Linked DNA regions of Danio rerio: region 2 is linked to region 1. Evidence: chromatin contacts called from public Micro-C data. All regions are on one chromosome and are shown on one strand. Each heading gives the region's core, a stretch centred on a gene start, on an enhancer-like site or on the middle of the called end of the contact. The rest is flanking DNA. Distances are from core to core; before and after follow the strand shown.

Region 1 (6,802 bases), core at 1,668-4,167:
GCCTTGCAAATGACCCCGCTTGCTTCAAATTTAATTGAAACCAGCAGTGGAAAATAATATTTGCAGCAAAACAGAGGTTGACCACGACTATTAAAACTGAGATGACTTTGAATGTTGTTTTTGATCGAGACTCAGGTTTTGAGTTAGACTGATCGTCTCACTGAGCACTGTGTGTTCCTGTCTCTTTTCTTCTGTGTCCTACTATGTGTCTGTCTCTAATAAAACCCCCAACCTCCGTTATCTCTCTCTCTCTCTTTCTCTCTTACCTCCCTCTCTCTCTGGCTGCCTTTCTCAATCACTTACTCACCCACTCTGGCCTTACAAGGAAAGGCAGGCAGGGTTGATGTCATAGAATGAGGAATGCTTAAAGAATCCAAATGGGGCGAGACTGGGGGAGAGACAGAGAGGTGTTTGGTTTGTAATACGCATGACCTGTGCAAAAGACAAACGAGAGAGAACTTGTTTAGACGAAGGGAGGGTGTCAGTCTTTTAAGAGAGACAAGTATTGTAGGGGGAGGGTCCAACAGCTGTGCATCTAAAAGAAAAGTTATCATCGAAAACTGTTTTTCAGGGGCACAGAGAGGGAGATACAAAAAAGGGAGGCTCAGAGAGAAACAAAAAAGGAGAAGGAGACGGGCTTATAGGTAAGTTAAAGCTGCACTTGATTGCTTATTTGGTTTGTAAATTACTTTTTAATGGCTTTTGTGCATAGCAAGTAACACAAACAGCATACTTTCAATAAAGCAGATTAAAACTAGATTTTCTCACTTTTAATTATGCTAACAGTAAATGAACAATTTTAAAGAAAAAAACAATATAATATTATATGAAAAGTAAATTAGGATATTTGCTGATCCAATAAAGCTACTAAAAACCTACCGTTTGTCCAAATAACGGATATATTAATGTACCTTTCAGGCAAAGATGTTGGTCTTTCTAAATTTGTGATTTCTAGAGAATTACGTTTTTACAATGTCTCTAATTCATGGCTGTGTTTAAATTGTAGACAAATGCACAAACAAATAAGCTAATGTGAAGAATGTCAATGGGCAATTGGTACAACACTGCAACTGAAATTGTTCCATATCTTCAGACCTTAACAGAAGGATTTGTCAAACAGGACCCATTTGTTTCTCATTCTACAGGGGTCAGAACAACATCTAAAACAATAACATTAGCCACTTGAATACACCAGAGAGTCCAGTAACAAAGCTGGCCCATACAGTATGCATCCAGTACAATTGATCACAGAAAGATTTCAAAGGCAAATATCAAACAATGTAAAGATGTGGCACACTTTGGTGGCACTTCTTATGGGATCAGTCACATTATGCTATCCGAACTGTGCCCAGGCACGTTTCCAGGTTCATTTGACATGTGTAAGTGCTCGGAATCAGGCTCATGTGAGGTTTAGTTAACCGACCCTGGCTTGGTTGGAAGAGGTGTGCCAGAGCGTGGTTCAGTTGGGCTTTTGTGCAGTATGCATGTAGTTTAAATGCAAAATGCGCCTTAGCCCGAAACTGAAGACACGACATCACTTTTAAAGGGACTGTTTTACATGGATTTATTAATCATTCTTACTTTTCAAAGAACGTGAACTGTCATAGTTTATTAAAAACGCAAACCCCTTGCTGAACATCAGTTGCACCCTCAGCAAATCTCCTAATACCTGCAGCACGAGGACTTTATGATAATTTATGAGAATCAATAGTTGTGGATTTGTTCTGCAAAATATGTGACTTTGTTACTGCATCCTAAACGACTAAAACGAAATAACTAAAGCATATATACTGGGCGAGAGCACTTCTCTTCCTGTTAAGCTGAACAGTTGCATCATTGATAAAGTAAGCATGCTTAGGTTCAGTAGGTAAAGATGCAGTGTAAGGCAGGCTGTCTAAGGAGGGGGAGGCAGGCCAACCTCGCTTTAGCACGGATCGAGGCAATTGTGCCTAGCGGGAGTCCCTTATAGGGACTGTTGCTAGATTATGAAACATGTATGAAATGTGTTGATGTGTTCAAAAACTGTATATGGTCACTCAGCCTTTTCAAACTTTGTTTTTACCCTTAATTTAAGAAACTTGAAAATGGAAGCATTGTAATAATGATATGGCCAGTCCAGAGTCCCTTATGGTGGGTACAGCATATGCCTATTATAAATAATGTCAACATGAATTCAGGTTTAGACAAAAAGCCAAACAAGAAAGAACTTGTTTAGATGGAGGGATGATGTCATTCCAAGAGACATGTAGTGGGAGGGCTGTAAGAAACATGAGTAGAGGAGGTAGAACAGTCCAACAGTTTCATTAAAAACAAAATAGTTTTTTGGTTCACAGAAAGAGAGGTTTACTAAAACACGACAAGGAGACAGGTATAAGTCAAAGCTGATTGCTATATTTTTATTTAATTAGCTACTTTGCCGTGGCTTTTGTGCATAACTACTGAAGTAACAAATTGGCACAAAATCCAAACAGTATACTTATAAATATATATATATATATATATATATATATATATATATATATATATATATATATATATATATATATATATATATATATATGAAAGTATATGAACTATATAGAAAAAACAGAACACCCTATATCTTACAAAATTTTGAAAACCCTGCTATTATAACAGAATTAAAAGAGCAGTTTATAAAGATTATTTCCTATTTTAAATTATGTTTGATGACCAGAATAATTTATTTAACCAATTATGTTTTCTCTTTATAAATAAATAAATTCATTAATTAATCGCAGCAAATTCATACATACATATTGTGCAGATCTCTTTTAACAGTAGTTACCATTGGCTTCAGTTTTTGTCCCACCTCCAGCGGTCATGCGGAATGCGGAAGCGTCAACCGGAAGTGTGTCTAGAGTCGGTACATTAGGAAAAAGTTTATGTGAGCGGAGCAGATTCACTGGTTGACGTCCCCTCTAGAGCTTCCTAGTTTTAACAGCATGGTGCTTAACGCCTATACAGCAATATAAAGTGGTATAAATTAAGAAAGGATATTCACAAAGAAGGATATTTGTCCATAAAAGCCCCGTAAGGGTTGAAATCAGAGGCGGTTTCTGCATTAGACAATCTGTATCTACTGCTTAACAGCATCTTTTACGAAGAAAACGAACAGTAAGTGTCTTTTCCACATCTTTTTTTTTTCTGACGTTTGTTGGTTTTCACACACTGCTATCTGCATTCGCATCAAAACCTCAAACACATTCGGGGTGGTTTGTAACGTTAGAAATCGATTAAGTTAAATAGCACAATTGTAAGTCGTGGTGTTTTGTATTTAAAATGCAAACGCATAGTGTCTTCATTATAGCACTGATATAAGTGAAATAATATGATCTAAAATGTTTATATAAAAGGTGAGGGGTGGGGCGCGTGGGTTAAAATTGTTAATTGTGTAATATTATTCATAGATGTGACGTTAACGTTATATGTAAAGATTCATGAGTGTGTTTGTCATTTAACACAATTGGTTTTCTTTTATTGAATTCAAATATAGAGCTGTATTTCACTGGTTTTCCAGTCAGATGTCCATATAAGGTGAAAGCATCTTGTTTTCCTTTGCTCGCACTGCTGTTATGTCTGATTAAAAACGATCAGGAACAGCGAACTTACACAAGTTTCCGAGTCTAAAGAACAAGACCACAATTACATCATTTCAAAATTTAAAGCGAGGATGGTGTTGTGAATGAACGAATAAGTTTTCTGGGTGGAGTGCCTGTAAGAATGACTATGGGATTTACTGGCCTTTAGGCAACGCAAGTGTGTTTTAGGATTTTCCAGTTTAATAAGCATGTGTGGTGAATGCGTCTATCGTACTCTAATGGGAAATACAGTGAGCTCCAACATTTACTTATGCTGTTTAAATAATTGTTCCCCTTTCAATTATATATATATATATATATATATATATATATATATATATATATATATATATATATATATATATATATATATATATAATTATTATTATTTTTTTTTTTGGAAGGACATTTATGTATTAGCAAATTGGTAGGCAGCAGGTCACATTAGGACAAAAAGTTTGACAACAACACTGTAGTGATTTTTGAACCACTGCTCATGCTTTCTAAACAACTGTTGGTCTTCAAAGTGCTTTCTAAACGTTTTATTGGTCTTCAAAGTGCATCCACATGACCTGTTAACAAATTCTACACAGGAAAATGTTATCTCTTATACCTGTTGTACATGATTGTGGATTGCTATTTAATGTTTGTTTTAAAGTATTAATAATACTTATTATTGTATTAAATGGCTTGTTCATATATAGATAGGTGGTGGAATGTATAGTCAGGTAAAAGTACCATTGATTGCCAAAAAATTTGTGCGAGTAAAATATCTGTTCTGATTACTATTCACTTTACTGAGTAAAAGTCCTTCTAAAGGTACTTAAGAGTAGTAAGTGTGTTACTGTGTTCACAACGAAGGCAGTGTGAGAGGCAAAGTTCGCTCTTGCCGCCCTGACGACAACGCTGTCTTCATAGCTAAGCCGGAGAGAGCTTCAAAATTCACTACATTGAAATGTTCACATATTCTACATTGAATATATCTGAAATGTTCTAAAGCAGCAATACTGTCATTATAGTTAGTGAGATTCCATTTTTTTTTAAGGAGAAAAACGTATATCAATAATCAAAAACAAGCGCTTGGGAACAACTGTGGTCAGAACCAAAATTCACAGGACTGTCTAGGCTTGGGTGGTAGTCAAATTTTGATACTGTCAAACCTCCTCCCTATTTTACCTCGGTATCCGGTATTACTGTGCATATTGTAAAAAATTATTACGAAAGGCTCAGACAGCATCACCAAAATGTTGTCTGGAGCCTAAACCGCGCGTGCTCTCTTGGGATCGATATTGTTAGACCGCGTGCCTTCTCTCAAATTACACCAGAGTTACCGACCGCTTCCGCACTTTATTCGGAAATTTATTCCTGCACCGCAAGAAATCTGGACTGGTCCCGCGATACAGCAGAGGGAATGCAGACCTCTAGTTCGTATTTCCCACGTCTCCCTCGGTCGAAACTGGAAATACTGACAAACTGCAAGTCACTTGGTGCACGACTCACCATCTTACCTCACCTCTCTCTCTCCCCCACATTGTTCCGTGATGACAATCATGCATAAGCATTTGTAGGCATTAAGTAAATAATATTTATTATTTAATAAATGTCTCCTATTTAAGTGCGTTGTTTTTTATGATGGTAAAACGGTATTGAAATTGACACTTATGCTATTTTTAGATCCCGCAGTATGCCATATTACCGTATTACTTCCCAAGCCTACTGTGTTCCCTGGAATTTTCTCAAGTTGTGGGTTATAAAATCAACTTGATTTCAACTCTCCTCGATGTCCACACCAGCGAAGATGAGCCACGTTGCTCTTCGCTGCTTATCGCTCCCATTGAAAATAAATGACTTCTGGGTCCGTTTTTTCAAAAGGTTTAATCTGGGTAAAATTGATACGAATTTAGTAATTCTGTTTTTGCAATCCATGATCACTTAATCCAGCTTACTTTTTGAGCCAGTTTTTCAAAGCAACATCAGATTGGATCAATCTGATCAAGGTAGGAACTTTTCTGGACCATTAAATCTGGATAACCAGTGCTCAAACAGGATGGGAAATCACAATTTAGAACTATAGATATGTAAAGAGCAACAAGTAGAATAGCCAGTGTGGGGTTAATATAAGTTTATTTTTAATTAAAATGAAAACATGTTTCCCAGGGATGGGTTGCAGCTGGGAGAGACCAGCTTGTCTGAGCTTAGCCTTTAGGAGACGAATCTCAATTCTTGCCTTGGTTTGCTGCAGTCAGTTTGGTCAGAGTTAGTTGTTCCTCTGCCAGATGAAGCTGTGCTTCTGCCCTTTCAGTCTCTTTTTGCAATTGTTGAAAGTGATTAAAAAAAAAAAAAAAAAAAAAAAATATATATATATATATATATATATATATATATATATGTGTGTGTGTGTGTGTGTGTGTGTGTGTGTGTGTGTGTGTGTGTGTGTGTGTGTGTGTGTCAAATTGGTGAAACCCATCAAAACCCTGAAAATGTACTAAAGTAAAATTACATATTTTTGAAACTACTTGATCAAGTACAATATACGAATAACTAATCAATTTCAGTAAGTTAAGTATCTGTGATTTATTTACAAGTGCCACATAAAAAAATTAATTTATTGACAATCCTTAATGACCCACATTATATGCACCTCCCGATATGACGTAATTATGCGATGCATCTGAGATATGCGCAAGCCAAGCATAACCCAGACAGATTGTGGGTGTGACATGCTTTTCAACATTGTCACCCAAAACAATAGAATCCCGCTGCTTGTGGAGTTGTCACCTCATCAAATTCCATCAGAATGGCTTTGTAAATGTTTAAACTGGATTCAGGAAAGGAAGTTTGTCTCATATTAGTCATTGCTGTCAAGTGTTGTTATACAGTTAGAGTCATTGTGCATGAACAGTCATAAATTACATCTTAAACTGTGGTGTCACAGAATGATGTCAAGTAGTTGACAGCTCAGCGTCACCACACACAGTTGTAGTCATTATTATTAGCTTTTTATTTTCTATTTATTTATTTTTTTTAATACTTGCTAAATGATGTTTAGCAGAGCAAGAAAATTTGTACAGTATGTCTGATTATATTTTGTCTTCTGGAGAAAGGCTTATTTGTTTTTTTTTATTTCGGCTAGAGGAAAAGCAGTTTCTTAATTTATTAAAATCCATTTTAAGATCAAAATTATTAGCTCTGTTAAGCTATAT
Region 2 (6,802 bases), core at 2,551-5,050, 230 kb before region 1:
ACTCTCTTTATAAACCAAGTCTTTTTTTTTTTTTATTAGGATGGGTGTGATTTTGTTTGCCGTTCTCGTGGTAACAGAGAAGAACCACCCACGTATAGAGGAGTGGGTACTGAACCACTTGGGGAAGAGCCAGAGGAAAGAGATGACCATTTACTTCCCATGTGACCACATCATGATAATCAACGAGAAGAGGCTGAACAGTTATTACTATTTTGGAACCAAATAAGAAATATTCAAATGTTGAGCAGGCGTGTTCCTTGTTTATAACAAGTTTTTAGCTTCCCAGTGGCACTTATTCTTTATTTATCCATGTCGATTTGGGCTTGGTTAAATGTATAGGTTTGCTAAATTACTTTCAAAAATCCAAAGAGCCACAATTATTTTTGATAATTTGATTATTTATGACAAGTTGCCATCATCATAAAAGTGCAACACCGCCCATGTTTTCCTGTCACTCATATAGAAAGTAAACAATCTCAATGCTGCTTGACTGTGACAGATGTAGTTTGGTATGAAGTGGTTAATTTCATTAGAATGGTTGAGTTTTATTTGTAGTATGACCCATGTTTGATAAAATGGGAATGATGCTTTTAAGCTTATGGTCTACTAATCAAATTCATTATTATTTTTTTTCTATAATTTTCCAGAAATCAATTAAAAATAACTTAAATGCTTACATTAACATTCCAAATATTTGTTGTGGAATATTGTGTTATGAGGACATGGTGAGGCCTACCTCTTCAGCCTGTTACACTCTTTATAAAATGTTTCTGAATGATGTTATCAATAATAAATTTCTATCATAAATGCTGTTAATAAGTATAATCAAAAGAAAATTGAGCTTCATAACAATTTTGCTACATAACTTATAACAGATATACAGTCTTTGAAATAACAGGAATGAAATGTAAAAGGAATTGTTTTTGTTTAGTTAGTTTTCTGAAGTTTGCCTTGTTGATATTGACAAATGGTTGTGGAATCTGTTTTTATGGTTTTAATTGTTGTGTGTTCCAATGCACTGAAGCTGTCAACTTGATTTTAGGATGATTTGTACATTGTACTATTCTCGAAAAAAACAACAACTTAAATATGTCATTTATGTGGAACTGACACCATGAATGATATTCTTAAATTTGAGGTAAACACAAAAAGCCTTACAACATCAGAAAAAGTTAATAAATATAAGGCTAACCCATACTTGGTGTTTCATAGAAGTTTTAGTTTGAGTACTGTATACAAGTGAGTTAGAGGCTCCTTAAAAGCACTTCCAAAGTATCATACTTTAATTAAAGAGACCATATTATTAGCAGAAAGGTATGCATTTGGCTTTTAATGAGAAACAGGGCTGGGAAAATAGGTGAGTTTTTCTGTTCTTTGCCGTTTTCATTTTTTTTTTTAATTTAGTGTGAAATATATTTTGTGTGCTTTGTTATTAAAAGGAAGTATTATAAATAAACTGTTTGATTACCGATTTGTGTATGTAGTTTGAAGTTTTAACAGTCGAGAGTCCTATAATATTGCTAATTTGCATTATTATTTGTAATTGTAATTACTACACATTTTTAAGATGTGATTTATTAGTAGCAATTTAAAAAAGAATTTTTTTGTTATTGTCAAGAATGTTTGAATACAAACAGTAACATTGGTCACAGAACATAGACTTATTAAAAAAATTCTAAAACTAATGTCAAAATAAATAAATACAAAAGCTATAAAACTGTATGGAAGCCTAAATTCATTAAAACATATGCTATTATTTTACAGACTGCAGCAAGTTTAGTTTAAGGTCAGGGATAAAATAAATTCTAAAAAAATAATAAGTCTTATTCAGAGATTAGTTATGACTTTAAAAGGGCCCTGGAAATGGATTTTTGATATTAATGAATGCTATGCAGCTTTCAATTTCAAATCACATTTTAAAATAAATATGGTCTTTATTATCATAGTCATATGCTGTTTAATTAAATTCACATATCTATATTTTATTTATTTATTGATTATAATTTTTTTATTTATATATTTCCCCACAGTCCAAAGACATGCGCTATAGGTAAATTGAATAAGCTAAGTTGATCATAGTCTGTGAATGAGTATGTATAGGTGTTTCCCAGTGTTGGGTTGTATGAAAGGGCATCCGCTGCGTTAAACAAATGCTTGATAAGTTGGCGGTTCATTCCGCTGTAGTGACCCCTAATTAACAAAGGGCCTAAGCTGAAAAAAATTTATGAATAAATTAGTCGTAGTGTACATGTGAATGCAAGAGTGTATGGGTGTTTCCCAATAATGGTTTGCAGCCGGAAGGGCATCCACTGCATAAAATATGCTGAATAAGTTGCCGGTTCATTCCACTGTGGCGACCCATGTCTAATAAAGGGACTAAGCCGAAAAGTAAATGAACGAATGAATAAATGATGATCCTCAACAGTTTTTATGTTTTGTGATATCTGCCCGTGAGTGTTTGTTCTGAACAGTTAAACTGGCAGCTATTCTGGAAAATCCTTCTTTAGGATCTGTACTTCAGTAGCTTTAGTGGAATAGATTTTATTAGTAACATTTTCAATTTGATCATGCACGACTAGAACATTCTTCTCTCATCAAAACAAATCCCTTGTGATTTTTAAAAATTAATAATTTCTCGTTCTGCTAATTCGAATCCCCTTCACATGGACCTCACATTTGCTCAAATGTAATAATGTAAATACTTTGCTTTCAGATGCAAATATTAAAAGTAATGTTTTATTATTGGGTTCAAAATAAAAAACAACTGCTCAACGATTAAAATCTCAAAATCTGATTTAATGTTAATTTTGAACAATGTGTGATGTTACTCAATTTTCAAGTTTGAAATAACTGGACGAAACAAAACTTCCACATCTTTTGTGGGCGGACGAGGCTGTAATAGGCTGTTTCTCACGTCAATTATTTACACACTCAAAGCCTGTTGGTTGCCTCGATCCTCACCCGCGGAAGTTTGTACAGGGAGAAATCGGCGTTCTGTCAGCTATTTTAAAAATGCGTGTTTCAGTTTAGAATTTTCAGCTTGAAACTTTGTCATTCTGCGTGTAGGCCGAGCGAAGACGAAAGACAAAACTAAATTTAAAAGAATGAATTCAGCGAGGGAAAGAACAAAGCTAATATAAAGTGCTAGCACCTGACAGTTTTCTCGTTGTTAATTTTTAGTTTGCTTATTTTTAAAAATCGCCAGCTTGACAAGCAGACCTGGAAAAGTGCAACAACGACTTAAACTGCAGATTACCAACTACCGTGATTTTATACTTAAATTAGTGCCAGAAGTCTTTAATAATAGTTTTTTTTGTTGTTGTTTTGATTAGCATGCTAAGCTAGTTGGAGTGCGAGCTGCCATTCGTCATTTTGGATTTCCGTCAAATCAGCATCACATCAGCCTACACACATCGTCCCGATTGTGTCATTTACTGTAATCTTCACACGGAGAGGACTGTTACACAACAGGTAAAGTGAATCATGTATTACATTACGTTACTTTGTAACTTGTGGTACTCTGCGTGAAGGCACGTAACGTAGACCACTTCTATGTGCAAATATGCAATCTTGGTGAATGATTTGACATCACGGACGTTACATTACAATACAGTCTTATTATTGTTAGTATTAAAACTGTCACTTCCAGTTTTGCATTTTTGTAGAAACAAAAGTAAATGACAAATAACACAGTATTTTAACTATTATAATCAAACAACTGGTATAATTGTTTTAGTAACTTTTTTTAAAAATGTATTTTATTTTGTTAATAATAAATCAATACAATCAGCAGTTCATCATGTTGGGAGAGTGCGGGATGACAAAATGGGAGAGACTTGCACTCAGGAGGAACTCTGTCAAGATGCTGCAGGATTTAGTGGTGGATGATCTACTGATCCAGTGTCTTCAACAAGATGGGATCCTTACAGACAGCATGGCAGAGAGCATTATGGTATGTGTCGTTCATAAAAACAAGAAAATTGTATTAATAATTACTCACCCTTGTCGTTCAAATCCCTTGTGGCATGTTATATTTGAAACAAAAATTAAGATGTTTTAGATGAAATGCAAGAGTTCAGCTGACTCTACATAAACAGCAAGAACAGAAAAAGACTTAAAAAATGTCAAACATTTCATGTGACCTTAGTGGTTCAATTGTAATCATACAAAGCTTCAAGAAAACAAAAAGCTTTAAAAAAACTTTTGTGTTTTTGGCACAAAAAAGTGTTATTAGAGCTTTGAATGATTAAAGTTGAACCTCTGAACTCGCATGGAATGTTTTCACAGTTTTTGGTTCCTTTTCAGAACTTGCTGGTTATGGAGGTTAAAAGAGCACTCATTACTTCATTACAAGTACGTTTAACATACTGTAAATGAGCATACATGCATACAGTTGAAGTCAGAATTTTTAGTCCTGTTAATATTATTGGCCTTAAAATGCTTAAAAACAATAAAAAATAAAAATTATTTAATTCATATATTCTTTCATTTTCTTTTTGGCTTATTCCCTTTATTAATCTGGGGTCGTCACAGCAGAATTAACCGCCAACTTATCCAGTATATGTTTTAAGCAGTGATGCCCTTAAAGTTGCAACCTATAGAGGACTGCAGTGTTTTATTGCTTACCGGGTTACATAGGCTAAAGCAGGAAAGCGTCCCCACGGTGTTTAACTGGTTCTATGTACTGAAGCCTAGGAGGACACTTGAGCATATAACTCTTAAAGAGATTGTGATGTTGTTTGATGCTAAATTGCTTTTAATTAAACTTACTGAATGATATTAAAGTGATGTGTACACCATCTCTGCATTTTGAAATCTCGGCAACAGCTGGAGGCTGCAGTCTCTTCTTCTCAGTTTATATGGAAAACAGACTATACCGAGGACACGGGTAAATCTTCAAAGGGAACCGTGTACTTTATAAATTCATTCACATCATCCTGGCTACGTTGTTTCACTTTCTCAACAATAAAATGTAAACATGATATAAGGAACTGCCTATTTTCATTTAAATATTAAAAACTAAACAGACAGCAGAAATGTTGAGGCGCCGTGCTGCATATATGAGCGTCATCTTCACTGTGTGGATATTTATAACAAAATGGAGCCGATAACAACTGCCTCCTTTCAATTTCAGTGAAAATACGAAACATACCCTCTATTTTGCTGATTATCAGTTTTAATAATCGATAATGGCCATTATAAAAGTATAACATGCAATAAGTTTATACATTATAGGAAATAAAGGCAAGCGATCAGTCAATATACAGAATGTACGTGCTTACATTAATCATTAACTTATCTTGCGCTCAGCCAAAACACGTTACCTTAGAACAAGTAATAGATTCCAATGACCAAAGTCAGGGAATATGTCGTTAGATAAAGACAACAAGATGAATGAATATCCCGTTTAATAAATATAGTGAGATTAGATCCAGCGGGAGATGCTTGATGAAGTCCGACTAGCAGAGCTCTCATCTGGGTAGATGGGCTGCAGTGCTTGCCAAAGAGTGTTTATGTGGTCACGTGATGTGCGTTTTCAGCGTTTTGGTGTGGACGGAGAGCAGTTCAGAAACACTGGGTCAAACGCGAGTGTGGACGTGGATCGTTTTCATTGTAAAACGCCGTTTCAAAACTAAAAGGTTAATTTTCAATCCCTCCCACTTCACCCTCGGTTTAAGGGCGGTGAAGGGGTAGGTGTACAAAAATATAATTGGGATTGGACCGTAGTTACTGAGGACTCAAGCCCCAACCTCAGAAAAGTGGAAACTCTAGTTTCAGTTCACTTTCTTGCTAAAAAGCACTTGTTAACCCATTGTTAACTTTCTTTGACCCTTGGAAATATCTTTGAGGGGTTTATTTTTTTACATGCAGAAACAACAGCAACCCAAACAACAGAACATTGTTTCCAAATTAATAACATGGCTGGGTTGTTATAGCTAAACCTTTGATCACTTGTGCCAATGCTAATTGTCAGTTTCAATGGTGCTAGCAGCGGATATCTTGGGCTGTGGACAATAAGAAACATGTATTGTTTTTTGATGAGTCTCACATCTGAGAGAGTTACAGTGTGGAGGACCCCCAAAGAAGTGTATCACCCAGAATGTTGCATGTCCAGAGTAAATCATGGTGGTAGATCAGTGATGGTTTGAGTTGCAATATCGTGGCATTTCCTTGACCCAATACTTGTGGTAGGTGTGTCATTGCCAAGGAGTACCGAACCACTCTGCAGAACAGTGCAGTGTTTCCTCTAGGATCCTTTCCAGCTGTGGCATCAGGCCTTTTTTTTTTTTTTACACAGATCTACCAACTACCTATGGAGTTATTTCAATGACAAATGTTGTGAGCACAGTATCACAAGTTGAGATAGCATTCATGTAATACAAGCATGTGAATTTCTTTGCTTGTGTGGTGATTTTCTCTGTTCGTGCACAAAACTTCTTGCACGCCCTCAAATATATGCTGCCACTAGACTAAATGTTATTGAGCCATTTTGGTGTGTTTTGGAGGAGTGAGTCAAGAAACGTTTTCCTCCAGCATCATGTATTGACCTGGATACTATTCTGCAAGAAGAATTCCTCAAAAGCCATTTGGCAACTGTGGAGGACTTGTCTCTATCATACCTAAGATGAATTGATGCTGTCATGAATTGGCTGCAAAAGAAGGCCCTACACCATACTAATGAGTACTATTACTATTGTGGTCTAAAACCAGGCATTTCAGTTTCATTGTTTAACCCTAGTATACAGTGCATCTGGAAAGTATTCATAGCGCTTTACTTTTTCCACATTTTTTTATGTTAAAG

The links. Hi-C and Micro-C count contacts between places; a contact is called where the count stands out from the background.
Region 2: a Micro-C map of caudal fin shows a contact between it and region 1, with 3 times the contacts expected there. The contact joins the promoter of casp2 here to the promoter of zyx in region 1. A contact is called at or near these places in 3 of 18 Hi-C or Micro-C datasets (caudal fin, hematopoietic stem cells and an unstated tissue).

The regions. Positions count from the first base shown.
Region 1 is chr16:17,421,687-17,428,488 of GRCz12tu, reverse strand. It overlaps zyx (zyxin), which reads left to right and starts at 2,917. Exons shown (of 10, transcript NM_001109824.2): 1 at 2,917-3,135.
Region 2 is chr16:17,654,943-17,661,744 of GRCz12tu, reverse strand. It overlaps casp2 (caspase 2, apoptosis-related cysteine peptidase), which reads left to right and starts at 3,800. Exons shown (of 10, transcript NM_001042695.1): 1 at 3,800-3,952. The coding sequence starts at 3,800. m6pr (mannose-6-phosphate receptor (cation dependent)) reads left to right here. Exons shown (of 7, transcript NM_213205.1): 7 at 40-1,076. The coding sequence ends at 165.